Regions from separate parts of the Ovis aries genome. Here region 2 is linked to region 1. The links are chromatin contacts, called in public Hi-C maps. All regions are on one chromosome and are shown on one strand. The core of a region is the stretch at or near the end of the contact, and the rest is flanking DNA. Distances in the headings are between cores, read along the strand shown.

Region 1 (3,600 bases), core at 593-3,092:
GGGGACGCCCCCGCCCTGCCAGCCCCGGGGCGGCCCCCACAGGCCTTACCTGTGATATTGAGCTTGAAGGAACTGGAATTCGTCTTTGATCCTGTCACAAGACTCAGCCACCGTGAATTTAAATCCTGGCTGCCCTGGTTGATGGGGAGCCTGAAGCCGGCCAGGACAAGACAGGGGAGGGGCGGGGGCGTCAGACCCGGCTCCAAGCTGCCCAAGCCCCTCAGCGGCTTTCCCCGGTCTCCCCCGCCCCCACCTCAGCCAAAGGGGCCTCCCACAAAGCCCAGAACCTTCCCAACAAGTTTCTCCGGTCCCCGACGGGGAGGGGGGCGCCCTAATCTCTCCCTCTCGGCCGCGGGGCTCCTATCCCTTTTACGAAGGGGCTCCTATTCCCAAGTAAGACGGGGACAGAGGAGACACAACGAGCGAGTTGGGAGACTTGGGTGATGGGGCGGGGGATAGCATGAAAACAAACAGTTCCCCAGGAACACTGGGAGCCCCTCACGCCATTAGAGCGGAATTAACCTCCTCTCTCTACGGCGCCCCCCCATCCCCATCCTTTGTGTGAGCGCGCGCGCGCGCGCGCGCGCGCACACACACACACACACACACACACACACACATACCATAAAGGTAGCAACAAGCAAAATGGAGGTGCCAGATAAACTGCCTCGTTTACCCTGCCATGATAGATGCTTAAATAAACCGAGTTGCAATTACTCACCGGATGTCTGCCTTGCGGATACATGGCAGGGAGGGGTCGTGATTCCGAGAGCGTGGAAGCGCAGAGAGCCCGGGCCGGGGAGGTGCGGGGGAGGGGGGAGCCAAACCCGAGCGGGGGGCGGCCGGGAAACCGAGAGCTCGCCCCCGGCCCCCCCAGCCCGATCTCGCACCGAAATCCGAGAGTCCGGCGCTCGCACCAAGCGGAGACAAAGAGCCGAGGAGCAGGCGGCAAAGTCGTCGGCGGGCGCGGGCTTTGTGCACCTAGGGCTCCGCGAGCTGCGGCCGGCCGCCTTCCCCTCGCTGCGTGGAGCGCGTCAGAGCCGGGGGCTGCGCGGACATCGTCGTCTCCCTGGCGGGTCTGGCGCGGGGTCCCGAGGTCTGGGGGCCCCTCTTGGGGCAAGCGCGAGCGCCCTCCGGTTCACTCAGCGCGTCGCGCCGGGAGGGGGGCGCGCCAGGGCAGCCCCAGCATCCGGGGCGCACGGGTCCGATCCCAGGGGCGGCTCTCGGCGAGAAGAGGAAGGAGGCAGGCACCGAGGTGGCGGCTTGGGGCCGCAGGAGCGGCGGAGGGTGAGGGCGGGAGCCCGGCGCTGGCGCTTCGACGCCCCCCCTCGGAGAGGAAAGCCTGCTGTTCCGTCTGCTACTGCCGCCGCCGCCGCCGCCGCTGCAAGCCCTTCCCAGGGCCGAGGAGGAAACTCCGCGTTCAGTGGGTGGGAATCAACCGCCCTGGCATCCTAACTCCAGCAAGCACTAGAAGCCGCCGCAAGAGTGTCCTCGCTGCTCCCAGTTCGAGCGCCGAGTCCCCAGCGAGGAGCGCTCGGTGCCGCCACCGCCGCCTCGGAGCGCGCAGGCAGAAGAGCGCCGGAGGGGAGACGCAGCTCGAGACCCAGGAGCTCTGCGGCTTCCTTCCTTCGCCTCGGCCCGGCTCTCCTCTCCGTGCCCCGACACTCCCCCCCACCCCCAACACACACCCAACGCGCGCGCCCGCGCGCGCGCGCACACACACACACACACACACACACACACACCAAAAAAGTGCCCCGGACCTGCGGATACCACACACAGACAGGCGAGTGGGACGAGCACGAGGTCTGAACTGCCGCGAGAGCAGTTCCAAATAGGGACTGAAAAGTAACAAAATAATGTGGCAGCTTCGCCCGGCGCTGGCCAATGGGAGCTCGGGGCCCCCACGTGGGGCAGCCGGACTCGGCCTGCGACTGGGCGCCGCCGGGCGCGACGTCACAATGCCCTCTTGTGTCTAAAACTATGCATGAAAAGTAGCAATCAGGCCCTACCCGCTGGTGACTTTCGCATGGGAGTGAAAAACAGCGCTCCTCAGATCAGGAATTAACCGAAAGACATATAATAAATAGATATATATTATAGTCCAGGGCTGCTGTGGTTTCCCCCCCCCTCTCTTTTTTTTTTCCCACGATATACTAGCAAATAATCATTTGGCGGGAGGGGAAAAGAGGAAAGACAGAATAACAACAAAAGAAAGAGAGACAAGCTGTACAGTCCTCAAAACCTGTGGCTGGTAGCAATGTATCAGTTTATTCTGCAGTGGCGGCGAACGATTCCTCCCTCTAATCTCATTAGGTCTGCAAAGCAGCCCAATTAGATACTATAAAACAAACAGAATCACTTTGTCACTTTAATGTTTTCACTTCACAAGATTTAGGACCGATAAAATGGTGGCTCCCAAAGTTGCCTCCCACCTTAATTTTGCTCGGAACTGAGAGTGTCCCTTCCTTAGCCCCTTCTCCTGCTCACCCACCCCCACCCCCGCCCCCACGGCCCCCAGCTTTTCTTCTTTGTTCATTTGTCCTTTACGGAAAGCCAAATAAACAGCGTCTTTGATGTGCGGCGGCTGCCCGCGAGGACAAGTCGGAGGAACTCTTGCTTGGCGGGCTGCGCAGATAGAAGGGCCCGTCTGCCCGCGGACACCCTGCACAGTCCGCGCTGTCCCCACTCGGGAACTCTTTTCCGGTGGAGACCTCTACGCCTTCGCCGCAGCTGCCCAGTGAGCGCCGGGGCCAGGGAAGCGGAGTCTGGAATACGGTGGCGGCCTTACCCCACCAGCCCGGGAGCTTCGAGTTCCGACCCGGTTTTCTCAGCCTAACCCCGGGCAGTGTCACGGCGTCGGCGGAAGCCTGCAGAGGGGCGCGCGTGCGAGCCTGTGGGCCTCTCGGCCGCCAGCCTCGACGCCCCGGGAGGCGCAGACGCTCACCCGCCCCCGTTCGCTCCTCTCCCACCCCCACCGCCGCGCCTCCGGGACTCCCCGCGCGGTCGCACAGGCCACTCGACTCCGGGGGCCAGTTTGCCCGCAAACCCATAGCCTGCGTCTACTGCGTTCGGGGTTACGTCAGGGCAGACGGGGCGAGGGGACGCGGCCCTTGAGCGTCGAGGGGCTGGGGGGGCCGCGCCCTGGGCCGCAGGGGCACTGCTGGGCGGGGAGCCCAGGTGGGCCCCCCTCCCCAACATCTCCGCGAACCCGCACGCACCCGGGGGCCGGCGGCAGGCCCGGGATCTATATTTTCCCCTCATTAGGAGCTGGAGTTCGCTTTTGCATTTTAATGAGGAGCTGAGAGCGAGCGGGCGCTCGGAGGCCGGTGCGCTGGGAGTTACACGTGAGCGCCCGCCTCGGAGTTGAGCCTCCCCACGTCCCCTCCGGCCGCCAGTCCCGAACCGCGCTCCTCTCTTCATTTATTTATTTTCCTAAATAAAAACATAAATCGTGTGCGCCACGCACTGAGGAGGGGGGGTGGGGAGAAGCCCGGCTCGACAGATGCGAGCATCTGGCCGCAGCATTCATTAGACACAAAATGGCTCCTCTTTGGAGCTTCCTTCCCCCCTCCCCCTTCTCTGCCCTCCCCCTTACGT
Region 2 (3,600 bases), core at 637-3,136, 400 kb after region 1:
TATTGGAGCTTCAGCTTCAGCATTGGTCCTTCCAATGAACATTCAGGGTTGATTTCCTTTAGGATTGCTTGGTTGGATCTCCTTGCAGTCCAAGGGACTCTCAAGAGTCTTCTCCAGCACCACAGTTCAAAAGCACCAATTCTTTGGTGCTCAGCCTTCTTTATGGTCCAACTCTCACACGTACTGTACTCTTTTCCCTCAATAAATAATTTACTTGCTTCATTACTTTCCATCTTGGTGGGAATTCCCACAAAGTCCCCAGTCCACTGCACTCCCAACCTTGTCCTCCAGGGACACATCTAAAGCCCCAGCTCAAGGGTTCTCCCTGTGTCAGAGGGGCTGTGCCTGCTTCTGGTGGAGTGCCACGCAGGGTGGCACCCACCTGCTGACATGACACAACCCCCACCAAGTCAAGTTCCTGGAGGGAAGAACCAAGCAAGGAAGCAGATGGAGGGAAAGGGAGATGGCTTCTCACCTGGAAGATGGGGTCAGTGCCTCTTTGTTGAGATTGGCATAAAACTTTAATAACACATGCAAAGCACAGTGCCTGGGATGTAATAGATGCTTCAAAAATATTTTTGGACAAAATTAAGGAATGAAGGAGGCGGTGAATGGTGTCCGCAAGGAGAAGAAATTGGAGAGGAGAGAAACTGGGGGCAGGAAGGGAGAAAGCAAATTCTTAATAAGCAACTATTTCATACCAGGCACGGTCCCAGGCTCCAGATATACTCAGTGATGAAAAAAAAAAAAAAACAACAATCATATTACTGCATCCATGAACATGCAATCTAGGGGGAAGACAGAGCTCGGTCTTAGCCCCACTGTGGGGTGTAGGCACTGTCATTCTAAGGCTTTATTATTCACTTCCCTTGGCCTCCAAGATCAAGGTCAATCTCCTGAGCTTGCATTTATGGAGTCAAGATAGATAGACCATGCTTGTGTGCACGCATGCCTGCTAAGTCGCTCCAGTCGTGTCTGACTCTTTGCAACTCTATGGACCATCGCCCACCAGGCTCCTCTGTTCAATGGATTCTCCAGGCAAGGACACTGGAGTGGGTTGCCATGCCCTCCTCCAGGGGATCTTAATGGCCCAGGGATCGAGCCAGTGTCTCTTACACCTCCTGCAATGGCAGGCGGGTTCTTTACCACTAGTGCCACCTGGGAAGCCCAGATGGTCCATGCTGTGTAACAAATAGCCCCCCAGATTTCAGTAGCTTACAGGAGTTTGTCATTCAGGCAAATCCACACCGGTCCAGGCATGATCATGCCTGTGTTTTGGGCTGCTGTGCTCCGGTGACACCTCCATGCGTCACGGCCTGTTTCTTTTCTGCTCAAGTTGGTAAGGTTGAAACCGTGACCCATTCCAGGGCCCTTCCTCTGAGCCTCTGCACATCTTCCTCTCCCTGGACAGAAGACACTGCCATCCGCTCCCACCGGCAGATCCCGGAGGATCCCACGAGTCTGACATACGGAGCTCGGCCGTGCTATAGGTTCAGAAAGAGAGGAGGAGAGCAGGGCACTAGCCACGTTTCCCTGAGGACTCATCCTCTCCACCTGAGAAATGGGCAGAATTGTTCCTGCTGCTGTGGATGGGGAGTAGGAGGCCTCTTTCTACCTCTGGGAAGAATCCACCCCCTGAAGTCCTCACAGTCCTTGCAGACAGTTTCTACCCACGGGCAGCTGTAGGCTGTGAAGCAGAGAGAGGAAAGAAATTGGCCTTGAGGTTGGAAGCCCTCAGCCCGTGGCCACAACATGTCAGCTAAAGGGGAAGCAAGCCATGGAGTTCAAAATAGAGAAAGAAGAGGAAACGAAACCAGCTCATCTCCCAGTCCCCACCGCCCTCGCCCCTGCAGTGCATTAGAGGGTGAATCAGCTTGTGCTCTTCATTTCTTTCCCTCTTGAAGGTAGTGGTAGAGCTGGGGGTGAGTAAGCTGTATGGTTCCCCAATGCGGTTGCGGTCAAGGTCACTGGACACTTGGTTCAGCCCCCTCTCAGGCCCGTGAGAATGAGTTCCACATCCTCTCACACCAACTCCATTTCCCCTCCGCCCCCCCACCGCCCCTGGCAATCCCCTTCTGGCTTTTGCTTCCCTCTCCCAAGTCCAAGTCAAAGCACAGTCCGCCCCAGCCCCTAGCCCACTGGCCCAGCCAGCCCCTCGCAGAGCACAGGGCATGATCCAAAACCACATCGTGCAACGTGATTCACTCGATCTGTGGAAAGACTGATGCAATTGTGGGTGAGAAGTCATTTCTGCTGATGAGGAAACCACAGTAACCCAGCAGGGGTGAGAGGGCAATCCATCAGGGCAATCGGGACCCACCCCGAGAAAGCACACTACCCAGAGTCCTCGGGCTTCCCGGAGCAACCCAGCCATACCGCAGTGGTGGCCAGGGAACAGAGCAGAAACCCCAGCGCACGGCTCCCACTGGCTGAGGTGCAGCAGGTGTGGGGCTGGGAGGAAGGCCGGGCCCCTGGCAAGGGTGGTCCTGGTTCACACACACCAACTCTTCCAGGGCCCCGCGTGAGCCACCTTTCTGGCTGCACAATATAGAGCCAGACGTGTGAGGTTCTCAGCGGAGGCCAGGGAGCCACGATAAGAGAAGTCTCCTCTGGATCCGATGCCTGGACCAAAGATGACAACCGTCTTGCGGCTCACTCCACTGCCCTGAAAGCATCTGTGTCTGCCTCTAGTGAAAGAGCCCCCACAGCCAGAGCGGGTGCCCAGAAACACCCTGAGCTGAATCTGAAGTCCCAGGCGCCAACAGCCCAGCACACCCGCTCTGGTTGTCTGATCTACTGCTCATGTGCATGGGCCAACAAGCCCAGTCAGCCTCCTGCCCAGTGAGCCCTGAGCTTGTGCCCCCAGCTATGCGTGATCAAGGCAGAGACTGCCCCTCTCTGGGCGGTGGCACCCTGACCCTCCTCACAGCTTGGTGCTTACTTCCAGAAGTTGGCAAGGGATCACGTGGTGTGTCTCGCTATTGCCCCCACCCTGGGTTCTTTTCATCTATTCTTTATCATCTGGGTAGTTCGTGCTCAGGGTGGGTCTCCACCTTCAAACATAAACCATTCTAGACAGATGCTAGAGACATTAGAACTGCCAGAAAGCAACACATCAGCTCACCAGATCAACAGACCCATGAAAGGGAGGCCTTCTTTCTTTTTTTAAAAAAATATTTTATTTTGCTGCACTGGGTCTTAGTTGCGGCACATCAGACCTTTGATGTTTAGTTGCCACGTGCGGGATCTAGCTCCTTGTCCGGGGATCGAACGCAGACCCCCTGCATTGGAATTGAGGAGACCTAGCCACTGAAAGTCGAAGGGAGGCAGGGAAATCCCAAGTGAGGCATTCTTATCCCATTCCACTGCAGAAGGAGCCAGGGCTCAGAAGGCAATATAACCCACAAGGACACCAGTAACTTGGCAGAGAGCAGCCCAAACTCTCTCCAAACTCCCTGCTCAGAATTCTCTCCAGATTCCAGCTACCTACTAACTCAGCTTCCTTCATGGGGGTCTCTCGATGAGGGCCAAAGAGATGAGGAGTCCTCTAAGAAGCGCCAAGCAAAATATGAAAGGAGAAAGCTGGGCAGTTCACCCTTC

The links. A called contact is a pair of places that touch in the nucleus more often than the background predicts.
Region 2: a Hi-C map of muscle shows a contact between it and region 1, with 3 times the contacts expected there. The contact joins the enhancer-like site here to the promoter of TLE3 in region 1. A contact is called at or near these places in 2 of 16 Hi-C or Micro-C datasets (muscle and omental adipose tissue).

What each region holds. Positions count from the first base shown.
Region 1 is chr7:16,979,523-16,983,122 of ARS-UI_Ramb_v3.0, forward strand. It overlaps TLE3 (TLE family member 3, transcriptional corepressor), which reads right to left and starts at 1,843. Exons shown (of 18, transcript XM_060418548.1): 1 at 722-1,843; 2 at 50-150. The coding sequence starts at 745.
Region 2 is chr7:17,380,440-17,384,039 of ARS-UI_Ramb_v3.0, forward strand. It overlaps LOC132660119 (a long non-coding RNA gene), which reads left to right. Exons shown (of 2, transcript XR_009601341.1): 2 at 1-222. It also overlaps a transcript of LOC121819946 not described here. Among named protein-coding and RNA genes, the nearest start is that of UACA, 250 kb to the right of the region's middle. Within about 2 kb of position 1,887, at least 14 of the 54 cell types and tissues checked have an H3K27ac peak or open chromatin away from gene starts, as enhancers often do.